Regions from separate parts of the Mus musculus genome. Here region 1 is linked to region 2. A link is a contact called in public ChIA-PET data. All regions are on one chromosome and are shown on one strand. The core of a region is the stretch at or near the end of the contact, and the rest is flanking DNA. Distances in the headings are between cores, read along the strand shown.

Region 1 (6,120 bases), core at 3,551-6,050, 690 kb after region 2:
TTGGTTTTTTTTTTTTTTAAGGCCATGGCATATACCAGTCTGCCCTTACTTTGTTCCCTGGTGTCCTAACCACTGTGACTGATGTCTGACCCACCCAATCCATCAACTCATGTGCTCCGTGTCAGTCAGTGTTCCATTACTATGACGAAGGACCTGAGAACGTTGACTTAACAGAAATAGATGTAGCCTGGCTTATAGGTTCGAAGGTTTGAGTTCAGGGTCTGCAGACTCCAATATTTCCATATGTGTAAATGATGCAGAACATCGTAGAAGAAATATGTGTGCAACACAGCTGCTGATCAGCTACGTCTCAATGGCCAGGATGCAGAGAGGGAGAGAACAAGAGAGATCCAGAGACAAGACCTACCCTTCTGGGGGGTGTTCCCGGAGGACACCTACTTCCTCCAATGAGACCTAGAATTCCAAAGTTTCCAGTATCTTCCAATCATGCCAGAAAATTATGACTTCATTAATGGATTAACCCACTGATGAGGAGCCCTCATGAGCCAGTGAGCTCCAGATGCCCCACTCCAATATGGCTGCGCTAGGGATCACACTCGAAACAGTATGAGGCCTTGCAGTTATTTCAGAGAGAAGTGTAACAGCTGCTGACCTTCCCTCTGGCAAGCTGGAGCCTTGATGAATGCCACAAGCCAGCCTGCCTGCCTGCCTGCCTGCCTGCCTGCCTGCCTGCCTGCCTGCCTGCCTGCCTGCCTGCCTGCCTTCCATCACAGATCCTTAACCCAGAATTCACCAGCCATGGTACTGCACATGCTTACAGGAAGAACACCATGCAAATCTAGGGTCAACGTGAAGGGAAATGGGCCCACGTCTCAGCTTGGGGGGTCTAACTTTAAGTCTTAGGCAATCTGTTTTCTTCCTGTAAAACCTGGCAAACCCCACGATACTATTAGATTTACTTGCTCCCCAGTGCTCCCCTGCCTCTCTGCCCATCTCATTATGACCCAGTTTATCACGCTGCTGCATTATGGTAAGCTGCTGATGTAGCTGCCTCCCCTGCTGGGCCATGGGCTCTGCCAGGGCAAGGACTAAGCCTTATTTATCTGCTGTCTTGGAACCTACCATAGATGCTCAATAAAAGTGGAGAGAGAGCTAAGGAGGGCCTACGTCTGGCCCTGTGTTTTACAGTGGCCACTGAGGGAGGTGGTGAGCTGAATCCGGCTCTGGAACTTGTGGCTATCTATAATTCTTCTCTTGCTTAATGCACCTTGAGCAAGCACAGCCACGCACAGCCACGCACAGCCACGCACAGCCACGCACAGCCACGCACAGCCACGCACAGCCATGCACACATGTGGAAGAACTAACAGCACCCAAGCCAATTTGCAAAGCAGGGACTCTCAGAATTTGGGGTTTGTAAATTGGTATCCACTGAGTTCGGTGGCAACAAAGAATCCCCCAAACTATGCATTTTGCCAGTTAGGCAGACTCTTGGGATTGATCAACCATCAGCTGCACCTCCCTTTACAAACGGAAGGCCAAATGAAGAAAAATCTTTCCACGGGATCAATTTAGCTTTGGGAGAAACTAGCACGGAGAAGGGACGGTGTGATCAGAATGTACTATGTACAAGTGTGAAGTTGTCCAAGAATGAATTACGATAAGAACTGTGACAGCAGTGTTTGGTGTTATTTCAACTCACAGGTTGGCTGTAGTGTCCCATTCATGTTGTGGGGCCCAGAATTGGGGGAGCAATCTCAAATCACAGAACTCTTACTGAGTCTGAAACTGCTCTATCAGAATTTTGTGGAAAAATATACACACAAGTTGCCATGTTGACACTTTTTAAAGATAGGGTCTCATGTAGCTCAGGCTAGACTCAAATTTATTATGTACCCAAGGATGTCCTTGAACTTCCCATCCTTCTGCCGCTCCCTTGGGAGTGCTGGGAGTGCACCACCACTCCTGGTTTCGGTGGTGCTGAGAATCAAACAAGGGCCTTGGACATGCTAACTGGGTACTCAATCAAATGAGCCTCCTCCCCAGGCCTGTTTGAACCATTTTAAACGTGTGATCCAGTGGCAGTAAGTATATTTGAATGGTGCAGCCGCCACCCCTATTCATTTCTGGAACATTTTCACTTTCCCAAACTGAAACTCATTATTTAATAAATTGTAATCTCCGTGTTGGCCAGTTTTTATATCAGCTTGGCATAGTCTAGAGTTATCCAAGAAGGCAGGGACAATCGCCTGCGTAAGGCTGGGCTGTGGGCAAGTGGACATTTTCTTAATTAGTGATTGATGTGGGAGGGCCTGGTCTACTGTAGGTGGGGTACCCCTGGGCTGGTGGTCCTGGATGCTATAAGAATGCAGGCTGAGCAAGCCAGTAGACAGAACTCCTCCATGGCCTCTGCATCAGCTCCTGTCTCTAGATTCCTGCCCTATTTGAGTCTCCGCGCTGACTTCCCTCAGTGATGAACTGTAATAAGGAAGAATAAGCAAAATAACCCTTTCCTCCCCAAGTTGATTTTGGTCATGATGTTTATTTACACCACAGTAGTGACCCTAAGGTGATCTCCTGCCTTCCTCCCCCTATCTCCCGGGAGGCACTAATTTTTGTCTCTCCGTTTTACTATCCTAGCTACTTTTCAACAGCAGAACCGTCCATTATTTGCCTTTTTGTGACAGGCTTATTTCAGCTAGCATGAAGTTCAGTGATCCCATGTTATAGCACAACAGTTTGCAACTTGTGGTTTGAGACCCCTTTGTGGTTGAACGACCCTTTCCCAAGGGTCTCGAATCAATTATCCTATATATCAGGATATCACTCGAGTGCATGAAGGTTCTCTAGCCTAGCCCCACTGACGTTCAACATATAAAGCAAATACAGAACTGGACATCAATTTTGGGTTTCAACTATTCTCAGTGGTTCAGGCTTTCCCAACTCAATTCCATTCCATTCCTATTGTTATTTTGAATAGTATGTTTTTGTGAGTGTAGACATGTATATCCAGCCTTACATATCTGTGTAGTATAAGAACAATAACAACCAATAATAACAACCACAATGATAATAATAATAATAATAACAACAACAACAGGATATAAGCTGACCCTGGAATGCAGGAAGACAAAAGTGTCCCCTTAAGGGGGTTCTGCCTTTCTCTGAGAGGCAGAGCTTCTCACATGCCTCTACCTAACATGCCTCTCCTACCGTGAGGAGCAGTGGGACAGGGAGAATAAATTAGGTTTGCCTGGAGAGTGACCCTCAAATACAGAAAAGCGCCATGGCTCAGAGTAACAGCACAGAAAGCCTGAAAGTCTCCAGAGATTAAAACAGGGGGGGGGGGGGGCTGAGGTCAGATTGGAGTCTGAGTGGCACTTTCCTTTCGAGCTGCGACCTCTAGCGCTACTCTTGAGAATTACAGCTCTCCCTTTTCCCGAGGGGGCGCACTCTCTCCTGGTTCTAAGCCACACTGCAACCCTACCAGCCTGGGCATGCTCTCCCAGGGGAAAGCCAGAGAGCTGGCCTCTGGATCCCGAAGCAGGCACACCACCAGCCTCTTCCGAAGATTCGATCTGGGAGTCAAGCACACCGGACGCCTGAGATTTCACCATAGACCGATGGGACTGAAAAAAGTGCTGGCCCTGGCTTTCCATTCTTTGATCACCCCTACTGGCCAAGGGAGGCTCCTGCTGTGGGCACCTGATTGCTTCCCTTGTAGGGTCTGCTATGCTTAGGGCCACCCAGCTCCCCCAACAAGAATCAGAACACCCTGAAACAGGTGTCCGCTCTGTCAGAATCCTCCACCTGGTGGACGCGGCCAGAAAGTGCTTGCCCTGCAAGCGTGAGACCCTGCTGCTGTGTTCAGTCTCTAGTACCCACACAAAGGTGAAGAAAGGCTGGGATGGCCGTGAGTGCGGGAAAGGTGGACTTCTGTGGCTCACTGGCTGGTCAACCAGCCTACTTGACAAGTTCCAGGCCAGTGAAAGAACCTGTCTTGAAGAGGAAAAAAGAAAGGAGGGGACAGCACCTGAGGGTGTCCCCGCCCACCATACGCAATGTGTGGCCACATTAATATACACACTCCAAGAAAAAAAAATGTGACAGGCACAGTGACGTCCTGATACACTGGCCTCTCTCTCTCTCTCTCTCTCTCTCTCTCTCTCTCTCTCTCTCTCTCTCTCTCTCTTTGTTTTTTTGTTTGGTTGTTGTTGTTGTTGTTGTTGTTTCGAGACAGGGTTTCTCTGTATAGCCCTGGCTGTCCTGGAACTCACTCTGTAGACCAGGCTGGCCTCGAACTCAGAAATCCGCCTGCCTCTGCCTCCCCAGTGCTGGGACTAAGGGTTTGCACCACCACGCCCAGCTCATACAGTCCGACTGGTTTGGACCATATACTAAAATTCCAGAGACCGAAAAATGCACAACTGTCCAAAGCTGTCTTTCTACCCAGAAAAACGTACTTCCAAGAAAAGAGGAGAAAGCAAGAGAAACGTAGTTACGTGTCTTGTATTGATATTAACCAAAGTCAGTCTACTTCTGCTCGAAGGGAAGTGGGCCACAGAAAACCTTCATTTCACTCCCAACAGTTGAGGCTGATCAGCAGGCAGATTGAAAATTGAAGACCAGCCTGGATGTGGGGGTCAGGGAGCAGGCTGGAGTGGGGGGCTGGGGGGGGTGTACTCCTAGAAAAGAGACTCAAATGTTTAGAGATGAACACACAGCTGATCTCCAGCCCCAGTGCAGACACTGACCACAGACGTGGTACTTTCTGAGAGACCAGAAGCTCCAGGAGGATCTGACACAGGAGCTTGGCTAGGGAGCCTTTGCGCTTGCGCAAACTCTGTTGTTTAAATAGTGTCTCTTAGTCACCACTCCTGCGCTGGGTGCCAGGATTTAACAGCCCAGTGCGATCCTATCGCAAATTTCCTGGCCCTCCTCACTTTACCTCCGAAACCTGTTTTGGTGACTGATGCAGCCTTATCGGCCCCTTCTACCCTTCCGATTGTGGATCGGATCTCCTGCCCAGCATTCCTGTCTTCAGACTGGCTGGCTGGAGGCATTTCCCTTCCCTGCTCAACAAACTTGTTTTCTGGAGCCTGGAGGACAGGAGTGGGGGCAGGGAGGAGGAAGAGTAAGCTTTGTTGGTTTGTTTCTAACACAGGCTAAGATCATTGCTTTCTGGGAAGTTTCTAGATGTTTCTGGGTATCAAACTGTTTGTTTTCCAAGGTGAGTGTCCCGAAGTTAAGGTAATGTCAGCTGAATTATACAAAACAACTCTACCTCCCTAGAGAGAGCAGCCACCAAGAGAAACACGGTCCTTGCCTTTGAGCTTGTTGAGTAGGCAGGAAAGACAGCAGAAGTCTGCCAAACACACTTTGTTCTGTTTTCTTCAATTTCCCCCCCATCCAAAGCTTACTGGTTATGAAATATTAACCAGTAAGGTTATATAGTTTCCCCTTTAATCTCAGAAGCCAATTTCTGAGAACTACATTTTTTTTCTTGTGGTGGTGGTCTCAAACTTGTGACCCTCCCGTGCCAGCCTCCTGAATCATTCACCGCATCTCTCTACTCCACGTCACGGTAATCACAGTTATAAGGGGGTATAAATTAGGGGTATAAGACGCTGAGACATGGCGTTTCCTCTAGGCAAAACTAATCTGACACATATACCAGATTTACCTGGAGGATTCTATCCCCGCTCTCCTCGGCAAGCAATTAAAACTCTGTTCTTCCACAGTCTGTAAAAACAGACTTGTAAGCAAGTGCAGATTCAGATCGCTGGATCACAATGGAGTCGATCCACAGATACATAACATCTAATAAAAAAAAAAAGTGACTACAGACCCTAAAGGACATGCACCTCCCCTGTTTGTTTAGTGGTTTGCTCCTCTTATCAGGAAAAAGAAAAAAAAGGCGTGTGAAGAATTTTGAGAGTTGAAAGATACTTGTGGGGGTGGTCTGTGGTGTGTGGTGTGTGTGTGTGTGTGTGTGTGTGTGTGTGTGTGTGTGTGTGTGTGTGTGTGTGTATACAAGCTTGCCAAGCAGGCTTCTTGCAGAATTCACTTACCAAGAGTGTAGCCTGTTGTTGTGGAATCTGGGAGGCACACACTCTGATAACTGCTCCCTCAAGAACCCCAGCCGTTACCATGTGTGAA
Region 2 (6,284 bases), core at 1,406-3,905:
ACCAGGAGATTTCTCTTGTTGACCTATTGATTTCACACCTGTAGAGGTGGCAGCTACTCCCATTTTGGTGCAAGATTTAGGTTTAGAGCTATCATTTCTACATGTGAGTAAATGTATGAGACAGAAGTCACACACAATAAATACCGAATCATACTAACTATGATCTAGGATCAGTGTGAGAACCTGCAGAGGAAGGATGAGTGCAGTGGACATGATCTTTGTTTCAATGGTTCTTCTAGTCTAACTAGGGAGGCAAAGAACGGGGGCTTAAGCATGAGTGCAACAAAAGGCAAACGCAGAGAGCTGGATGGCCTTGACCTGGAACTGATCAGTCCTTAGGGACAGACAGGAGACCAAGCAGAATACAGGACCATTGTACAATGAATGGCCAGACTTTGTTCCTAATAGGTAAGCTGCAGGTCCATGGGCATTTGTGCGTGGTGAGTGTGTCTTTGTATGTATGGTGTTCCTTCAACTTCATCCTGAACCTATGCTAGGAGATGAGTTAGGAGGGCACTCAGAATGAGGGCTGACAACTTTAAAACCAAGTAGTTTAATCATTAAGGCTTTATCCACATGCTGCTAGTCTGACCTGAGGAGACTAGTTGGGTCCTAGAGATTCAGTTATTCACATGGCCAATAACTCAGCCAATTGCTCCTGAGTCAAAACTCTGGACTGCTGTGCCACAGGTGAGTTTCCAAGCTGGTGATACACACTAAAGAATGTGGAAGGTAGGGTCCTGATGACGTGGATAGCCCACATTTAGGAATCTTCTAGAGCTATTATATCCCTATGTTGCAGATCCTGATTTGTAGCTTTTCTACATAGCCAAAATTGTAAGTATAGTGTTTCCTGAGCTCTGAAAGTTGTTCAGTTGAATTGCTGGTCCTGGAGGAGACATGGGAATCCAGGGACTGATAGCTGGTTAATCAGAAATGCAGGTGGCCTGATAATCTCAGAGCTTGTGGCTGGGTGTCCACAGGGAGGGCATCCTCTCAGAGGACTGTACTCTAGACCTGTGGAATTTGACCTGGCTCAGTAGTTAGTGTAGGAATTACCTTGCAAAGCTCATAATAGGAAATCCACTACTATTGACAAAATCAAGTCAGACGTGGGGTGCAGGGAGGGGGCACTTTACCAAGGATTAGACTCAGAGAGAGAACACCAGAAGAGGCAGGTTATAAGTATCTGGGCTCCTTCAGAAAGTATTTTGTAGGCATCACTCCCTGGGGGGGAGGAGTAGACTGCATTATTTTATTTATGAGTTGATAAAAGTAAACACAAGCCACAACAAATCAACCAACCTTGACTCGTGGCTCACCTGACATTTTCCAACTCCATTAACTTTGGAAAAATTGCAACTCTTCATGACCTTTGTTTCCCCGGATTCAGCAGAACCCAGGCGAGTCCCCGTTTCTAAGGCGTTGTGATTATACAGGATGAACATGCATTCTGAAAAGTACTAGGTCAATAAAGTAGTCTCCAAAAGCAAATTTGACTTGGATGTTCACATAGATATGAACAAATGTTTAAGTATCTGCCACATGCTATGTGCTAGGCTGGGCTTTGAAGAACCAGGGTTAATGAGATGTGCACTGTTTCCGCTTGAAGCCCATCATCATCCCCTTAATGCTGCAGCGATGGAGTCAGCCTCTTATTATTTCCAAAGAGATCGCAATGAAGGAAGCAAACTGCGGGAAGGGGGCTAGATCAAAGAGCTAGCGGATTATCTGCATGGGGGTGGAAAAGGCTGGGGATGAGCCTTGTCTTACTGCTGGGAGAACAGAAATTGACTGAAGATGGAATGCAATGGTCTATGAGAGTCCAGCAGCTTTGGCAGGGTGTAACAATCACGTGAAGCAAGTCCCAACAGCAGGATGCATGAGAATATTACACACAAGTAATAAGGGGCAAAAGTCATACTGATAGAGTTGGGAGAGGTTAAGCAAGAAAGAAGATGAGAGGGACTAGATAAGGCAGCATAAACACAGCCAAAGATAGGCTAGTGTGGACGCAGGGATCTCTAGAGCCACTGGGGGGGACTTTGTGTTCATATAGAATTCACCCTGCACTTCTCAGGCAGCCTCTCAGCCTAGGAATAGGCCTCCAGGAAGGTTCTGGCACTCTAGTGGGGTTGAGAACTTCTAGTTTATCCAGCTGTCAGAGGATGATGGTTGCTAATTACACAGAGGGACGCAGCTGGTATCGACAATTACCCTTTTATTGTACCAATATGCTGATAGGACATTGTTTCAGATAAACCAGCTTAGTTTCTACAATGGTGGATTTACAGCCTTGAGTTTGTTTTTTTCCATCTGTGAATTTTCATCCTCAGCTCTTGTTGGCATCTGAAATCTTGGTAAGTTGGGAGGTAATATGTGCTTTTCTTTTAGTTCTCTCTCTCTCTCTTTCTCTCTCTCTCTTTGAGTGGGAGGTCAGCTCTGCCTCATACAGCAAAGTGAAATCAGTTGGATGCTGTTGGTGAAATCTCAAGGATGGCATGGAAGCTAAATTTTAACCGTTAAAATCATTTGAGCTAACCAAATCAACAATAAATCACAAACTCCAGATTTTTGTTTAAAGGGGAGGAGACCAAGCCAGTGGATGTGCAAATTAGCCAGGCCACGACTTGCTGGCTCTCGTTCACTTTGTAAACAAAAGCAGGCCTGAATTCAATCAAACATTACTTGTTAAAGTAAACTCACAAAAAGCTGGTGAGAATTAAAGTAGAACAGAAGATGGCTTTAATAATTTCATTCTCCAGCTCTTAGCTGAAAATAAAAAAAAAAAACCCACCATTCTGATCTGTGGGGCGTGTTCTTCCCCTCAAAACATTAAACAGCATCTCAGTGGGGTTATTCATGTATTTAAAAATGTTACCTGTGGCACTGGGTGAATGACTTCTGAACTCTACATCTGTGGATTTGGTGATATTCTGGTAAGCTTTTAGAAGCTGCATCGAGGGAAGAAACGGGATTGATTGGCTAGCTGAAGGTCTCATTGATTGACAGATAACACATATCTGGTATGCCACACTTGTTTGAAGTGACACCGGGAGATTAGTTATTTCTAGACTCTTTGCTTTGGTCTTTAATCTATGCAGAGCTGTTGAGCTTCCTCTTAAAACTGAGTAATGCCTGAGGGCTTTTGCTCTATGAACTGAAAAATAAGTGGACCATGGTCTTATCCCTCCCCTTCGCCCCTACCCCACTCCCTCCACATAAAGTGTTCTGCTGAGGTTTGGATTCTCAGAGAGGAGCAACAGGAGTACTACCCGAAACCCCGGAAAAGGCAAGTCCAGAGGTTAAATAAAAGTCCAGGCTTTGCCCTACAAGTGCCAGGGCCATGGAAGGAGAATTGAACTTCAGGACAGTGTGCCAGGTCGGGGTTCATACACAGAACCAGAGTTTTCTGTTGGGGCAAGAGGTATAGCTCCCAGTCGTCCACCTGAGCTGTAGCAAGCCTGAGACCCCTTCCACCTGCGAGCTTGAGTGGCCTTCCAGAACCTTAAGATGAATCGACTCATTTCAGGACTGGCCTGTTGATGAGGAAATTCTACCCACCCCAGAAGGTCTCCAGAGAATCCTCCCTGCTTCCTTGCTTTTCTATGTTCTCTGCATTGTTGACAGCGAGGCAGACACAAAATATATTTAGCCTGAAAGATAACACACAGTAACACCATAACAGTGCAGAGAGCGAGCGGGTGAGACCAGACAGGTGCAGTGCACGTCGAGCGAAACCAAAGCAGTAAGAAGCTCTTTGTTCTGGTATGGACTCCAGGAGGCAAACCTCTCCGTGGCCTCATTGAATCAGCCAACACCAACAGTGAACAGCTCGGGAGAACCCCAGGCTGCAGCTTCTTGGCCTGAGTCTGTACTCAGGCGTACCAGTTAGTCATAGAATAACTACTATACGGCCTTGAAGCTTTTACGCACCTGAAGAGGATTCACTTACCGCTTAGTGATGACTGAGAAGTAATTACCACTTGATTGTTAATAATTACCAATTGCAGGCCTATGTGATGACGGTGAACTAAAGGAAGCCTGCTTACAATTTCTTCTGGTCCTGTTGAGGGCTTCTTTCCAAACCACTATGGGAATAGAAACCATGGGGCCCATCCTTTTAGCTATTACCGAGGTTGAGAGAGGACCTATCTCCCTCTTTTTTTTAATCCTCGTTCTTGAAGTTGATGGCTCTGTTTTGAGAACCCCCAAATGGTCATTTTCCCTCCTGGTACTTGAAGATGGCTTTGACCCAACAGTTAACTATAGTGATTGTGCTGGCAAAGGTATTTGGCCTCCCATTCACCTAGCAGAGGGAGGGAAGGTGGGCCTGTATTACTCTCAGGGAGGTCAGGACCCCTGAGTTTTTCCATGTTAAACCTCAGGTTTTCCTCTTTTGTGTCTCTCCCCCTGCCTAGAGACTCAGCACGTCACTTTTCCTAGTGTACATTGTTTGTCTGAAAACACACCTGGAGAGCTGCCTGGTTTGGGAATGACTTAAATTACAAAAAAAGCACAGCTGTCTCTAACAGCTCTAGGAGTTCATGCAACGAGCCTACAATTTATTGAGCAGGATTAGATGCTTATTGCCTATGACACTTTAAATACCATTACATTGAAGTTTATACAAGAAAGTCCAAGTTTAAAACTGGGATCCTAGCAGTAACAGCTGGGCCATTTGTTTATGTGATGGGCAGGAAGGGGAGACTTCTGTAATCTTTGTGTTTGGCTTCAGGATTCTGCTTGGGTGGGGGCAGGCGAATGCAGCTCATTTCGGATTGTCAAGCTGCACTGAACACTGCCAGCTAATTCGTCCCTCATGCGAAGATCTCTGCCAAGCTTCCTCTTGTATCCTCTTGTTCCCTCACACCTGACAAAGCCATGCTTGAAATACTGTAGCCCACCTCAATGACAGCAAGGACTCTGTCGCTAGCGAGCTCACAGCTCTCTCCCCCAGGCGGCTCACATTCCGCATTTTGTTTCTAGCATGAAAGACTTTGTTTTAAATCATAATAGCAACCAGGCTGTAGTCACATTAGAGCGCACATGGAGAACTTGCACGAAGTCATGTGTTTTGGATTTGACATTCTGATTTATGGTTGTGTGCTCCAGTTACACAGCTGCGAGCTCATTTTCCGACAAAGATGTTTTCTATTTTTCTATTACTCTGCTTCACCCCGTCTTTATGTTAGGGAAAATGAAAGCCACCAGGTGAAGTCATAACAGAAGTACAAATGTTTTCGTGTTTGGGTTGGAGAGCGTAATAAATAGTGGATACCAGCATTCCAAACACAGCTTGTTATTTTTGAATAAAAGTATAAAGGGAGTTGCTTACTTAATGTAATCACAAGTTAAAGAGTAAAGAGATCCATGGGAATTTGTTTGTCCAACCCAGAATCATCCTACAAGCTTTCCATGCCCATCACCTGATACCAATTTCCCAGGGAGAAGATGGTAATACTCCATTTTAGATATGTAAGTGAACCCAGCTTCCTCTCCAGAATGCTTAATTCACTAAGCCCAAGAGGTTCAGCACTGGGGACTTGTAAAGGCAGCCTTTGCCAACCTGTAGAAATGAAGATGGTGAAGCAAAGATACCATCACACAGTGGCTGGAGGCAGACCTCAAACAATACCCCCAATTTCTTTGTCTGCCACCCAGTATGTTCCTAACATCTAAATGCACACTGAATGGCACTTTCCACGATCAACTCGATACTTCCCCAAAAGAACATTGTAAATGAGATTCCTATTAATGGTAAGAAAATCCATTCCACTGTTTGGAATATCCTCATTTCTAACCTGTTAGTTATTATTGTTGTTACATGTGGTGACAACTAAGCCCTACTTCTGGCTCTCCAGTACATATCACATGATAATCTACTTTGGTTTCATTCTTGAGGAATGTGACTAGCAAGAAATTAGAGCAGTCTTGTACAAGACAAGGTCTCTGGCTGAACCCGGGGCTCACTGACTGGCCAGGCTGGCTGGCCAGTGTTCTCTGTCATTGAACATGATATGGTGACAAAGTATAAGGAATCAATGACTAGTTTTTCTTTCCTTTTTCCTCTCCTCTTTCTTCCTTCCTCTCCCCCATGCTTCATATTCCTCCCCATTTCTTCTTTGTTTCAAGGTGAAAACCTGGGACATCTAGGAAAATTGACATCAAGACAGAGTGGAAGCCAGAGAGAAATTCCTTTGGCATGGACCAGACTATTGAATCAAGCTTCTGTTGATAAGTCTCACTTTAGTCAAGTCAACATTTTTTTTAATCCCATCTTG

Evidence for each region. ChIA-PET counts read pairs in DNA pulled down with a chosen protein or histone mark.
Region 1: an H3K27ac ChIA-PET map of liver shows a contact between it and region 2, with 10 times the contacts expected there. The contact joins two enhancer-like sites. A contact is called at or near these places in 3 of 484 Hi-C or Micro-C datasets (dorsal root ganglion neurons, embryonic cerebral cortex and embryonic fibroblasts) and 1 of 115 datasets of contacts at active chromatin or transcription factors (liver).

Annotation. Positions count from the first base shown.
Region 1 is chr14:46,699,576-46,705,695 of GRCm38.p6, forward strand. No RefSeq gene overlaps it. Among named protein-coding and RNA genes, the nearest start is that of D330046F09Rik, 29 kb to the left of the region's middle. Within about 2 kb of position 4,801, at least 79 of the 459 cell types and tissues checked have an H3K27ac peak or open chromatin away from gene starts, as enhancers often do. A contact at or near this core is called in liver, where this site is marked.
Region 2 is chr14:46,014,871-46,021,154 of GRCm38.p6, forward strand. No RefSeq gene overlaps it. Among named protein-coding and RNA genes, the nearest start is that of Gm34499, 200 kb to the right of the region's middle. Within about 2 kb of position 2,656, at least 18 of the 459 cell types and tissues checked have an H3K27ac peak or open chromatin away from gene starts, as enhancers often do. A contact at or near this core is called in liver, where this site is marked.